Linked DNA regions of Macaca mulatta: region 2 is linked to region 1. Evidence: chromatin contacts called from public Hi-C data. All regions are on one chromosome and are shown on one strand. The core of a region is the stretch at or near the end of the contact, and the rest is flanking DNA. Distances in the headings are between cores, read along the strand shown. Region 1 overlaps WLS (Wnt ligand secretion mediator). Region 2 has its middle 20 kb from the start of GNG12.

The links. Hi-C and Micro-C count contacts between places; a contact is called where the count stands out from the background.
Region 2: a Hi-C map of cortical neurons shows a contact between it and region 1, with 5 times the contacts expected there. The contact joins two enhancer-like sites. A contact is called at or near these places in 6 of 14 Hi-C or Micro-C datasets (blood, cortical neurons, fetal cortex germinal zone and 3 more).

What each region holds. Positions count from the first base shown.
Region 1 is chr1:172,489,507-172,496,937 of T2T-MMU8v2.0, reverse strand. The region is part of intron 11 of WLS (Wnt ligand secretion mediator); the gene reads right to left. The region is part of intron 3 of LOC106999161; the gene reads left to right. Among named protein-coding and RNA genes, the nearest start is that of DIRAS3, 60 kb to the left of the region's middle. Within about 2 kb of position 4,692, at least 8 of the 40 cell types and tissues checked have an H3K27ac peak or open chromatin away from gene starts, as enhancers often do. A contact at or near this core is called in cortical neurons, where this site is marked.
Region 2 is chr1:172,754,026-172,761,456 of T2T-MMU8v2.0, reverse strand. No RefSeq gene overlaps it. Among named protein-coding and RNA genes, the nearest start is that of GNG12, 20 kb to the left of the region's middle. Within about 2 kb of position 4,941, at least 6 of the 40 cell types and tissues checked have an H3K27ac peak or open chromatin away from gene starts, as enhancers often do. A contact at or near this core is called in cortical neurons, where this site is marked.

The sequences.
Region 1 (7,431 bases), core at 3,443-5,942:
ATGTGGCAATTTATCTTTTCCTCAGAATGGTTTTTTATTGTCAGAGAGCAAAAGGATGTTTAACAGCTGGAGGGTAAGAGGATAGATGAGTGATAAGAAATTAGGGTCTGCAATGAGAAGACATTGCTTCAAGTCCCAACTCTGCCACTTACTAACCATGTGACCTTAATTTAAGCCAGTCAGCTCCATCTCTGTGCCTCAGTATCCTCATCTGCAATATGAGAATAACAATATTTACCTGGCAGGATAGCACAGGAGATTAACTGAGGAAATACACGTGAAAGTACCTTTTAACTATACCTCACTCTGAGAGAGAAAGGGGAAAAAAACATTATCTTCCATTTACTGTGAATCTCTCATATGCCAGGCACTTTCCTACGTTTTACATGCTTTATTGCATTTGATCCTCATGGCAAACCTGTAAGGCAGGGGCTATTTTTTTTTATTACCCACATGTTACACAGAAGGGAAATGAGACACATGGATAATCTACCCCATCATGGGCACGACGGTGGAAGCAGCAGCATAGGGATTCAGACCCGGGTCTGCAGGACACATCTCAGGCTCTGAGGTGGATACAGTGCAGAAGAGAAGCACACTCCCCAGTGTGGCAGAAGGCCAGCTCCAGAGCCTTCCAAACCCAGCTCTCCAGGAGATAAGATGAATCACCAGCTAGGGACAATTCTGAGGCCAAAAAGCTCATGATAGCCTGCTCACAGTCTTGAGTCAGTGGGTCTTTTATTAGTCTTTAAAATGGGAACCACAATCCTTGTATGTGTACGGTATTCGTGCATTCCAGAGCTCTTTCCCATCCATTCTCTCACTGTTCCTGACTATAGCTCTGTGCTGTGGTGGGGCAGGAATCTCATGTCGTAGTGGCTTGTGGGAGCATCATCCTATATGTTAGAACAGGGAAAACTGGAACTCTGGATGCCTGGTCTCAATTCATTTGAAATTTGAATAATCCCAGCTTATTGGAAAAGGAATCCTGTCTTTTCTCCTTGGTATCTGTGTAGCTTTGGGTAGCTCATTTCATTTCTCAGATTTTCAGTTTCTTCATCTCTTAAAAGAGATCCAAAACAGGAATAACGTTTATGTCAAGGATGGTCCTAAAATCCAAATGTAGTCATGGAGGATATTAAAAATGCCTCCCACTGTGTCCCTCCCACCTCTAAGGCAGTGTACCCACTCCAGCCACCCAGCCCCTAGTGGGCATCTATACCAGATGACCCCTTCCCACTCCACTGTGGGTGACTGGACTGAGGTGGGCAATGAACTCAAAGAGTCGTTCACTGGCCTTAAAGGAATTCATCAAATGCTGAACTGAATCACCTGGATTCTTCTTTTGAGACTTTTCCCCTGATAACTGAATTTTTAATTCTACTTAGTTTTAATTAATTTTAATTTAATAGCCACATGGAGCTAGTGGCGACCATAATGTACAGCTCAAGGCTGTAAGTTTATTCTCTGCAGAAAGTAAAACAGAAGTCAAAGAACATTAAAAAATTGAGAGATTTTCTTATCCTGGGGAAAATTGACACACTAAAGATACCATGGACTCAGAAAAAGGCCAAATATATATATATATATATTAGGGAAAGAAATGGTAATGACTGGAGGGGCCCATGTTAGTAGAATTCAATATGAAAGTATTAAAGAGCACTTCTGGTACTATGAGGAATGAAATATTATGAAATGTTTAGTGCTATAAAATAAAGACAACATGACAAAGCATACTTTTAATTTTATTCCTGGGCTTGCAAGAAGTTATATACTACTTTTGCACTACCACCTTCACTCCCAAAAAAGACCTGAATGCAATTAAGTGCTAAGTATAGGTGAAAGGCAGGATTGCCCTGCTGGCAAATGCTGACGTTAAAACTGCAATCAAAAGCCAGCTAACAAGATGGAGAGATTAAGCCTGGGATCCCAGCAGTGAGCTAAAGTTTTTATAGGTGGGTAACCCTCTGGCTGTCAACAAAAACAAATCTCCTCTCGAGAGAAAAGCTTCCTCAACTTGGGTCCTTAGATTTCCATGGATTAAGCAATAATATATGAGCACTCAATAATATATGATCAATGAAATATAATCAAACACACAAGAAAGCAAACCACTATAAGCAAGAGGTAGAAGAGATGAGGTATGCCAGACTTCTACCTCTAAGAACTTTAAATATTAGAATGATAATATTTGAAATGTATAATTATTATAAAATTCATTCAAAAAATATGAAGTCATAGAAATAAGCATGCAATGCTAGGCTATAAAATGAAATGGTAGATTTGAAAAAGACTTAAACATAACTTATAGAAATGAAAAAGGTTATTATTGAAAAGCAGAAGAAGGAATTAGTAAAGTAGAAAATAGAGTTGAAGAAATTAAACAGAATGTAGCACAAGAAAAAAAAAGAAAGAAGGATCAATAATCATATAAGTTCCAAATAAAGATAATATATTGAACACATACAGCTAATTTTACTCCCTTCCCCAAACTTATTAAAACAACAGCAAAGGGATTTTAAACAATCATATAAACCCACAAGGATGGGCAAAATATGAGATGAGACACCAGCAACAAACTTCTGGAAAATGGAATATAAATGAAGAATTGATAACAGAGTTATCAGAACTAAGAAAACCAAATCCTAAATTGACGGTGGGGAAATCATTGAATCAACTGAATTTGCATTGAAACACAACACAAAAAGTAAAAAAAGGAATATAATACAGTAAGGAGCATAAATTAGTACAATAGAAATTAAAGATAAAATAGAGAAGAACTACCAAATCAAAAGTTCTTTAAAAAGACTGTTAAAAATAGATTAGTAAGATTGAGAAAAGTGAAGGTATAAATATGTGTGAACAAAGGAACATATCTACAGATAGGCAAAATTAAATTTTAAAAAGATTTTTTAAAAATTTAATTTAAAATGAAGTTTAAAAAATACTTTAAGTGCCAAAAGAGATAGTAAGAATCATCTACACTACTTTATGTCTATACATTGGAAACAATTTAAAATGCCCAGAAAAATATAACTTGTGAAACCAATTGGAGAATAAATAGAAAACCTAAATAGCCGTATAATCATTAAATAAAATAGTAGTCTAAAATTTTTCTGCAAAGAAAATAAAAGTCTCAATAATTTCAGTGACATTATTATTGCATTAAATAAAAAATCAAATGTCCAAGAAGAGCCAAGACATTCTGAGGACAAGCAGGATGAAGGTATGTGCTTTTCTATATTGCAAGCCTTATTAGAAAGCTAAAGTAATTAAAACAGTATGGTTTTGAGGTAAGGATAATCAAATTAGTCAATGGAACAGACTAAGAAATCCCCAAAAATCTGTCTGTCTCTCTCTCTCTCTCTGTCTCTCTCTCTCTCTCTGTCTCTCTCTCTCTCTACATACATATATATATATATGTGTGTGTGTATATATGTATGTGTATATATATGTTTGTGTATGTATATGTATGTGTATATTTATTTGCTTGATAAAGGATATTATGTTATAGATCATGAGTGGCTTATTCAATAAATGGTGCTCAGAGCATTAGTTATCCATATAGAAAAAAATTAAAGAAGCTCCTTATTCTCTTATATACAAAAATTAATTTTTGATAGAACAAAATCTTAAATATGGAAGGCAAAGGCTTAAAACTTTTTGAAGAAATTTAGAATATTTTTATAATCTTGGAATTTATTTAAAGAATTTTTTTAAGACACAAAAAGTACCCATTAAAAAAGAAAACATTGGTAAATCAACTACACAAATATCATCAAAAAGTAACATAAATGAAAATATAAGGAATTCATGTCTAGATTAATCTTGATCATGGTCTTAAGACTTCCAGCCTCCTGAACTATAGGGAGTAAATGTCTGTTGTTTAAGCCACTTGGTCTATAGTATTTTTGTTATAGTAGCCTGAGCTAGGACAGCTTTATATAAGCCTTTGGGGACCATAGATGAACCTATATCATTTGGTTCTAGTATGTTCTGTGGTTTCAATGCAGAAACCTAGAGAATAACCAAGGCTGGGAGAAAGAAGGACCACACTGGTGGGGAAGCTGGTGACAAGTGGTAAGGAGTGGGCAACCTGGGTGCTAATTCTTGTTTTTTTCTTCCCTAGCCTTGTGGCCCTGGACAAATCACTGGGCCTGTTGTCTTTTCTGTAAAGAGAGGGGCTGCTCAGTTCTCATTTGGATTCAACCTTTCCAATGGAGCATTTAAACATGGAGGAGGGATTTTTTTGGTTGTCACAAGGACTGGGGGACCCTGCTGGCTAAATATCCTCCAGTGTGTGAGACAATTGCACCCTAAATGCCAGTGTGCCCCTATTGAGAAGCATCATCTCTAGCAGTCCTTTGAACGAGCCCTCTACATCTCTCTACATATACATGATGTTTGCTGGTGGGTTGGGAAACATTTGGATACTGTATGAAGCATGCAGGTCTCCACCCAAACCCACAGGTCAGATGACTGCTGTCCAAACATTAGGATCTTTAGGGCTGCAGATGAGATGCTCTGTCTTGTGCATGTCCTGCTTGGGGGGCTGACCCTACCTTGCCGAAGATTTAGTTGAATTCAGTTGAAGTGTACTATTTCAAACCATTTGCCCCCTTGTTCTGACAGCCAGCAGGAGCAGAAAACTGGCTTGCTCTTGTACTAACTGCGTTCTCAGAACCGTGCCTGCAGTGCTTTATCGTTCTGTTCAAAGCTAAGCAGTGCCCTCCTTGGGACACTCTGGGAATGTACAGTATTCATTGCTCTAAGAAAATGCCTTGGCCACAAGGAGAAAACATTCTCTGGCTGTGGCTTGAGCCAACTGGGTCAGCACCAGCCTGTGCAGATGTCTCTGCGGACAGAGAAGTCCCTCTGGGAGAAGGCAGCCCATGCTAGGGTGTGTAGATTGATGAGAGGAGTGAGAACTGTATTTCTGTCCTTACTTGCTGCTCTCCTGGCCAGGTGCTCTTGTGCAGTGCGCTAGCTGTACAAGCTGGACCCTCCCATTCTCTACCAATTCAGCAGTCTACTCTTGGCTTCATTCAGGAGGCTGTCTCCCCGTGCTTGCCTAAACCCAAAAGCAAAATGTGTGGGTCCCACCTACTTCTCAGGCTCTAGTTCTAAAGAATGGGCCTAGGTGTTCAGCCTCCATGGCCTGACATTCAGTGCTGTGTATACTCCGGTTCCAAATTGCTTTTCTACTCACTGCGCCCCAGACTCTGCTAAACAGGCTACTTTAGTCATTGCCTCCCAAATAATGCTTGTGAAGTTGCATCTCCACACCCTCATACTCTTCCCTTCCCCTCACCTTTTATCTAACTATTTCAAGACTTGGCTCATTTTCAGTCCTCTGGGAAGCCCTCTCAATTGCCCCCACTCAGGAGTTACTGAAAAGTGTCCTTGTACCTCCCATGGGTCACTGACTGCACAGTTCATGTATTGGGAACCTTGATTCTTAAGAAGATTTTAAGTTCCTTGAAGGTGGAAACCTAATGAGAAGACTTCTTCAGGCTCCTCTACTTAAGAATCATTCCAAGCAATTACCATGGAAACAAATATCTTCTCTTCCTGTCCTCTTGGATCAAAGCAAACAGACAAACAAACAGTTAAAGAGCAAGGAATTTGGCTCCCTGCCTAGGTTGGCAGTGAGAGCATCAGAACAAGGTTGAGGCCGCATCCATGCACCTCATTTAGTTAGGTGCCCATGAACTTGGCTTGGAATACTTTGGCCCCATCTTAAAGAAAGTGCTTTATTCTGGGGACACTGGTCAGCCTGAGGCCCATGCTCCTTAGTCCCACCACAGGAAGCCTTCTCTCTCCATCTGTCACTCTGAGACCATATTGACTGAAGCTCTGGGTTTACTCATATCTTGAGTCACCCAACCTTACCTGGCCGTAAAAACATCCATATCCTTATAGGTGGAGGCCTTGTAGATAGGTTGTTGAGTCAGATTTAGGAGTTTGAGAAAGAGATGCTTTGGATGGTTTTAAAAGCCTTTGGTGAGTTTGCAGAAGTCCTGGACTCAAATCCACCACTACTCACAACAGTGAATGTTTCAGAAAATGCCTGGAAAAGGGCATCTCTCTGCTGAATGACCCTAGTAATGTACTCATTCCCCAGGTAATTACTGAGCCACTCTGTGTTCCAGGCACAGTTCTAGTTTCTGGAAATATACCTGGGAACAAAACAGACAGAAATTCCGCCCTTATGAGCCTCCACTCCAGCTTCTGGCCAAGTCTGTTTTTCATATGGTCCAAGCACTTTGGCAGGTGTTAGGGCTGTAAAAGGGATGGCACGGGAGCCCCTTGGGTAGCAGTCTTGGCAGACACGTCTCTTAGAAATACTGCCCCAAGCCTCACTGTTCAAGTCTGGTGTGTGGAGCAGCCGCATCGGCACCTCCAGGGAGCATTTTAGAAATGCATCATCTCAGGCCCTTCCCAAGACCTTCCGAGTAAGAAACTGCACTTTATAATACGATCCCAGGGGAACTGTGTGCAGGGAAAGGCTTGAAAAGCCTTGCTATGAGACACCAAATCCCACCAGCTATCCTGCAGTGAAACGGAGCAGAATGATAAAATGCATTTGAGAACGAGCACATCCCGTGCCTCCGATTCAGAAAGGTGGCATGTTAAAGCCTGAGACCTCCTCAGAAAGAAATGTGCTTAAAAACCCAATGCTCCCCAAATGTATTTGATGGCTCAACAACAAACCCCAACTGCAATCGCTCAACAGAACCAGCATCCTGTGAAACACACCTTGAGAAACCTGTAGTGGACCCTCTGGCATCCACAGATTCAACTTTCTTGTCTTTAATGACTGCAGATGGAGCGAGCCCATGGGGTGATAACTGGCAGTTTTGCTGTGGAACAAATCTGAATCATGCCTACTGCCAGGCTGGGGCTCTGGGCCAAGGTCTCAGCTTGGGATAGGGTGAGGATCGGAGGGCTGGAAAGATAGAGGGGACTCGGAGACTGCCAACTACTGGTTAACTTGTGGCATAAGGATATATACAGAAAACACTGGATTCTATATCTCAAATGTGTCATTTGGAGAAATTTAGGAGCCAAAATAAAAATTCTTTGTCATTTGGGGGATTCAAGAAAGTCATGGGCTATATACCACAGGTGTCAACAATCTATGATGATGATGATGATAGCAAAGACAATGATAGATCACTTTTTAAAACTTACTATATGCCAAGGATGTCCTAATTCATATGTTCCCAACAGCAATGCTAAGTGGTATAATCCTCATTTCTGAGGGTGCAGAAATTGTGGCACAGAGCTGGCTCCTCGTTTTGATCCCTTTCATGCTGAATGTGACTTCTGAGACCTAGGTGACAGGCAACGACTGGTGCAGACTAAACTGACCAGATGATGGAGTGGCCACTGGTCCCCTTTATGCCCCTAGCCAGCCCCCCAAGGCTG
Region 2 (7,431 bases), core at 3,692-6,191, 260 kb before region 1:
ATAATCTTCTCATGTGCATTTTCTATCTGTATATCTCTGGTGAAATGCCAACAAGGATTTTTAATAAACCACGTGTTAAAATAATGTAGAGGGTAGTATAGTATTATTCATAATAGTAGTAATATTGTTCATAGCATGATTTCTAGGGCTTTCTACCTTAAAAAAAAAAACTCTGTATATAACACTCTGTGCTAGGCACCAGGGATACAAAGGTAAATTGAACAGATATGGCTCTTTTCCTCATGGAACTTAATAATCTTGAAGTGGGTCAGGAGTTAGAAAACTTAGAAAAAATAGATACATGTATGTATATAAAACAAATATAAAAAGTATGTGCCCTGAAAGAAAAAGCAACCAAACAGAAAACCAAATGTCATAAAAAAAGAATAATGGAGACTCAATTTACATTGAGAGTCAAGAATTTTCAAATTGTACCTGAAAAATGAGTAGTTAATATTCAAGTGCAGTGGGAGCAAGAGGAACTCAGCCCAAGAGAGCAGCACGTGTGAAGGTCCTGGGGCAGGAAAGAGCTTGGGATGTTGTCGAAACCCAAAGAAGGGTAGTGTAGCTGGAATGTAGAGTAGCAGTGGAAGAGTGAGATGAGGTGAGTTTAGCAATGTGGGTAGGGCCCAGATCAGAAACAGAGAAATTGTATTAGTCCAAGCAAGAGATGGTACCGGGTGATGGACAGAGAAGTGGATAGTTCTGAGGTGTATTTTGGGGATAGAATTGACGGGACATGATGTGAGAAGCTGTACAGGAGAGGAGGGAGAGGAAGATGAAAGTATCAAGAATGACTCCCAGGTTCCTTGATTGAAAAACCCGGTTGATGGAGGTGACTTTAGCAAGATGGTGGAAACAAGAGGAGGACTTGGTTTGTATGGAGAGGTTGGAAGTAGATGACAGTCATATTTTTAGGTGAACATAAATTCTGAAGCCTGATGCGTGTCTACAATACAAATAAACCCTATTTAATTACATAGTACAAACAAGAGTCCTACAGCTGAGGCCGAAAGAGCTGAGGCTAAAAGAGACAACTCAAGTTCAACATACATCACCCTTCCCTTTATTTTTAAAATTGCTCATGAATATTTGTTAAAAGTACTGGCTGGGTGTCCACCAGATGGCAACATTTCTTTAAAAAAGCCCAGATTTAGAAGCCATACCTTCTTAGCTACATTCAGGTGGATTCTTGGAGGGGCACGCAACCAGAGTCTAGTCAAAATCACTGAAAGTGCAGCCCATCCTGCTGAGTTCTTCTATTAATGTGCATAAGTGGAGGCAGTTTTATGAGAAAGATCCTTTTGTGGCCTCTTACAAGAAGGCTCATGTGTTTCAGTGGGTACCTATGTGCATGTACTATCTAGGACTTACGCGTCATATCATGAAAAGCCCCTTAATCCTAAGGGTTCTTAGTGCAAGCACCTGAGTTGGAAGCCTTAGATAACCTCTCTGAGTCTCTTTCTTCATCTGTAGAATGTTGTATATGTATTAGTACCAACTTCATTGGGGTGTGAGTGTGAACTTAGATAATGCATGCCTATAATGTGTCTAGCAGTCCTGGGACAAAGTAAGCACTTAATACACGGTAGCTCTTATTATTATTTCCACAGTGACCCTTATCCCCACTTTCCCTGCTCTAAGACTCTATTCTTTGCCAGCCTTAGTTGTGGGCAGCCTGCCGGGCATGATCTAATAAGTGAAGCACATGAGTCATGGCAAGATGACTGACTCCCTTTCAGGTTCTCTTAGTACTTGGCTCCTGGAAGGTGCTCCTCCTTGGTAATCCTTCCTCCCAACTGTATTGACACAAGATGGAGTCTTTCTGCAGTTGACTTGTCTGATTGGACAGGCAAGCCATGAAGATGGAGAGCGAGGAAGCTCCTGAATGGAATGTGGATGCTGGAAAATCACCGCCTCCTGATACACTGCAATGAATTAAATTACTCTCTATTTAGTAGCTTTTCCTCATCTATTGGAACATGTACAATTGCTATCTGTTAGGATCATATATTCCCAGCCTTCCAGGTAGGATAGGTCCGAGTGCTGTTTTGTTTGGAGCTTCACACAGTATGAATATAGCACAAATTTACCTAGGGAAGAAGTTGAGTTGATGCTAGTGCCTGTGATTCAGCCACAGGGAATATTTATACAGCAAAGCCAGCCAGCTGTCCCCACTGTATTTATCTTCTTCCCTATTTCCTACTAGCTCAGGCCACCAGATACTTCACTTTCTTTTATAAAAGTCTAAAATATTTGGGCACTTTGAAAATAGGTTTTCAGAAATGTTACCCCAATTAATACTATATATATATGTGTGTGTGTGTATGTGTGCATGTGTATATATTTATATATTTGTGTGTGTATATATATATAGTGACAGGGTCTGCTCTGTCACCCAGGCTCAAGTGCAGTGGCACAGTCATGGCTCAGTGCTGCCTTGACCTACCTGGTCTGAAGTGATCCTCCTGTGTCAGTCTCTCACGTGGCTGGAACCACAGGTACATGCCACCATACCTGGCTAATTTTTTCTTTTCTTTTTTTTTTTTTTAAGAGACAAGATCTCCCTGCATTGCCCAGGCTGGTGTCCAACTCCTGGGCTCAAGGATCCTCATGCCTTGGCCTCCCAAAGTGCTGGGATTACAGGCATGAGCCACCGTGTCTGGCCTAATTAATACTGTTGTTATCTAATAGCATTGCTTTTCAGTGGGGGCTTTCTATTTCATGTGGGGGCTTGCGAGGGGAGGGTAATAAGGGTGTGGTGAGAAATGGATAGGAAATATACCTTTATCATAGAGGGAAGGAAACAGTTTTTTTGGTCTTTCACCTGTATTGCAAGTAGCAAAACAAATGTTCATGTTTTCAGTCTATGTGAGAGATTGCTAAGAGAGCAGGGTGCTAAAATGTGGTCATGTGAAAAGGAGGTTGTCATTCTTCCTCACGTGTGCACAGCGTAGCTCAGTTTATAAGGCACACTGTTTCATTGGCCTTTTATGTAAATTTTATATTGTAGGCAGCGTTGTTTCCCACAGTTTCTTCAACTGATGCTCAGAAATGTCAGGCAACTTGGCTCATTCAACAAATTTGTACTGAGAGCATACTATTAATATGTGCAAGGCAGTGTTGTAAGTAGTGAAGGAAATCCCTGCCCTCATGCAGTTTATGTTTTAGTGGGGAGCACACACATAGATAAAATATGTAATATACCAGATAGTGATGAGTGGCATGGAGAAAATAAAATGGGAACTGGGAAGGGGATTGTGTGTGAGTGTGTGTTTGGAGGTGGTAGTGTTGCTAATTTAAATATAGTAGTGAGGGATTGCCTGATTGAGATGATGGTATTTTGGTAAAGACCTGAAAAAGGTGAGAGAGGAAGCTCTGTGGATAGCTTGATGAAAGAGCATTCTGGGAACAGGCAAGGACAGTTGCAAAAACTTAGAGGAAGAAACATGCTAGAGCAGAGCGAATGAATGAGACAGCCAGGAAATAAGATTTGGAGAGGTTAGGAGGAAGGTTGAGGTCTTCAGGGCCATAATAGATTTTGAGGAGGGGTACATGATCTGATCTAGATATCTAAGCATCACTCAAGGTGTTGTGTTGAAGTTAGAATATAGAGGGCAAGGGTAGAAGCAGGGAGATCAATTAGGAGGCTATTGCACTAGTCCAGAAGAGATGAGGATGGCTTGGAACAGCGGGACAGTGGTGGAGGTGTGAGAGGTGATTACATCTCGAGCCAGCAGGGTTTGCTGGTAGATTAGCTGAAAGAGGTGAGAGAAAGACAGGAGTGAAAGGTGACACCAAGGTTTCTGGAAGGATGGAGTTGCTGTTTCCTGAATGAGAAGACTATGGGTCAGGCAGGTTTGGTAGAAGAAAGTGGAGGAATAGATTTAGACATAAGTTTGAACTTTAAGTTAGACATCTCCATGGAGCTGTTGAGACTTCAGTTGGATACACGAGTCTGGGGTTCAGTGTAGGAGTTCTGGCTAGATAAATAAAGTTGGCCATCTCCAGTATGCCGACATTATTTAAAACCTTGAGATTGGAGGGACTCACCAAGGGAGCGAGTATAGATAAAGTGGGAGTCTGAGGGCTGAGCCCTAGGGTCCTCTGGGACTTAAGGGTGGGGAAATGAAGGGAGGATGCATCAAAGAGAAGGAACAACTGGTGAAGGAGGAGAAACCACGAGGACATGATTTCCCCAGAGCTGCGTGAAGAGCGTGTTTCTTGGAGAGGGAGTGATCAACTGTGTCAAAAGCTGTTGATGGTTTATGTAAAATGAGGACTGAAAATGAGCAACTGGATTTAGCCAAGCAGCCCCAGTTATTCTATCCCATAGCAGTCTTTTCTCCATTGACAGTATCTGAATTTTTCCCTTCCCTTCCCTTCCCTTCCCTTCCCTTCCCTTCCCTTCCTTTCCCTTCCCTTCCCTTCCCTCTTCCCTTCCCCTTTCCCTTCCCTCTTCCCTCCCCTCCCCTCTCCTCCCCTCCCCTCCCCTCCCCTCCCCTTTCCTTCCTTCTTTCTCTTTCTCTTTCTCTCTTTCTTGTTTGCCTCTTTCACTGGATAGTAACAGTAACCCCTATGAGAACAGGGACCATGACTGTTTGGGGGCATAGTGGCTGGCACATATTAGGAATATGTTATGCAATTTATCTCTTTTGGTTTCTGTTTTGATCACATGTTGTCCATTTCCCTTTCTCATCTTTCTAATGTTCCAAATCACTTTGGGGAATTTCCACTCTTCTGTCGTGTGTGGTCTTGATGGGATGGCAAATTCTGTGTTTGCCTCCTACTGTGGAAGCCAAAGCGAGCAGATGCCGCCCCAGACCCCTACACCAGGGGGCAGGCTGTGTCCATCAGAGGCTCCTGAGTTACCCATGGACAAGAGGACGAGTTGAATCCCAGCATCTCTGTCCTCACCAGAGCTCTCCTGGTGAGAGCTGTTGCCATGGTTTCCATTTCCCAGGCCTCGGTGCTCCCCTGCTTCCTGCCATCACCAAGCCAGCTGCTCCAGCCCTTGTTTCTCTGAGCTCCCAATATCCTTCCAGTAAATCCTGTTTTGCTTACATTAACCAGAGCCAGTTCCTATTCCTTTCAACTTAAAAAGTTCCCAACACCTAAGCACTCAATACACATTTGCCGAATGAATGAAAAAGTATGGTTTTCATTTCATGAATGGTGAGTCTAAAGTTCAGAGAGGCTTACCACGTGTCTAAGGCCACATGTCTTCCATCAGTTCTTCTATGCTCACTTTTCACATTCTCAGATCTCTGAAATCAGGATGCTTTTTACAATTGGCAATGTCTTACAATCAAGTGGAAGTATTTTTCTGTTTTTAGTAGTATATAAAATAATGTATCTTATATTAGCTTAGATTCTATGAAATATGATAGTCAGTATTGAAGTCAAAATTTAAACATATTGCAAAAGTCTGTACATCTTTGCTTTTCAAGGAGTTTACTATTTAGTTGGAGAAAAAAGCAAGTAGGAAAACCCCACAAACCTTTGTCAAATACAGAGTAGGGTTTCATAAACACTGAGTGGAGGCCCTCACTAAAGCTGCAGGGGCACATGACTCTGAAGGGCTGAGTGGGGAAGCCACAGGGTAGGCATTTATGTTGATCTTGGTAAGAAAGGTTTGGATGGATGGAAATGTGAGAAGAAAGGAGAGGAAGGAGGACTAGGTTCTAGATGATGGCAACCCTGCAGACTCTTAAATGCAGGTCTGGGCCACGAGGCTGAGTTTGGTGGAGATGGTTGCTTGGTGTCTCCCCTGTGACTCTTTCCCTTCTCCTTCTCCATGGTAAATTATTCTTCCAATTCTCCCTGTGTTCGCCATTATAACTGTTTTCTGCTGCAATCTTTTTCTGGAAAGTTCCCACCTTCCTACCTCCTGTCCATTCCTCCCAATCAGTTCAGCTCTTGTGTGTGCTGGACAGAAATCCCTCTTGGCAGCCTGGGCAACATAGCAAGACCCCCAACTCTACATTTTTTAAAAATTAGCCAGCATGGTAATGCACACCTGTAGTCTTATCTACTCTGGAGGCTGAGGTGGGAGGATCACTTGAGCTCAGAAGTTAAAGGCTGAAGTAAGCTATGATGGCACCACTGCATTCCAGCCTGGGTGACAGAGCAAGACCGTGTCTCAAAACAGACAAACAAATAAAAGAGAAATTACTCTGGGATCCAGAAATAAGGGAAACAGTATTTCAGGGGGAGGAACAGCAATGAGCATGGAGGTGCAATGCATGATGTATGTGAGGAAGAGTGCCTGAATACCATGAAAGGGTAGGCTGGGAAGAGGGGTTTGCTCATCCATTCAATGAATATTTGAGTATACACCAGGTACTGCTCTAGGTACTGGGGATAGAGTAGTGAAATAAAAATGATGTTTCTTCCTTACAAGGCTTACATTCTAATAAGAGGAGATAAGCCATAAGCAAATAAATGTTTAAATACATATGTATATATGCCTATGGAAAAAATGTCAGATGGTATAAAAGCAAAGAAGAAAAATGTTAAAAGGGTTAAAGAACCAAGAGTGTTGGGGTGTGAGCTTCTCATTCAAATGGAAGGACCAAGAAAGTCCTTTTTGCTAAGTTAACATGTCAACAGGGATCTGAAAGAAGTGAGTCAGAGTCTTTTGAATCTTCCAGTGGAAAGTGTTTCAGGGCCAGGGCACGGCAGATACAAGGGTCTGGATGGAGTGTTGTGTTTGGCAGGTTTAAAGAATAGTATTTCTACAGTGGAGTGAATGGGGGCAACACAGTAGCAAATGCATATGTGGTGGGGAGGCTAGCCAGGCCAGAACAGGTAGGCCTTGTCAGCATTGCAAGGATTTTAGATTTTATTCCAAGAGGATACAAAGCCTGTGGTGAAATTTGAGTGAAAGAAAAGGAATGAGAGATAGATGGGGCCTGATCCTTGCGAAGCTGCAATGGTGTCCCAAATAGTTTGAATCCGATTTTCCTATGTTCCCAGAATTTTCATTTCTGAGTCATTTAAATTGAGCAGGAAATCTATTCTAATGAATAAATATGTGTTTTGTTTTTTTTTATTCGAACACAGAGAGGCCTCCGCTTAGAACAGATGTAATGAAGTCATAGTTTGTTTTGACAGAAAGAGGCTACGGAAGGTTACACTTCCTCCACTCTGCCTTTGGTTGTCAAGGAGATACCCCTGGAAACCTCTTCTTTTGTAGCTAAATGTCACTGTATAGCACTTAGATTTTTCATGTTCTCCTTTTATTATGTTATTGTAAAGTTCGCTGTGTAATTTTGCTCAGGAGTTAACAATTTCATCACTGATGAGTCTATTCATTGCAAACTACCTTTTCTGGCATTCTGATTGTCTTTCTCCATCCTGAGGCTGGCTTCCAGGAAGGGGCTGCACCTGGAAACTCATCAAACCTGTCTTTAGAAACGTCCTGAGGGT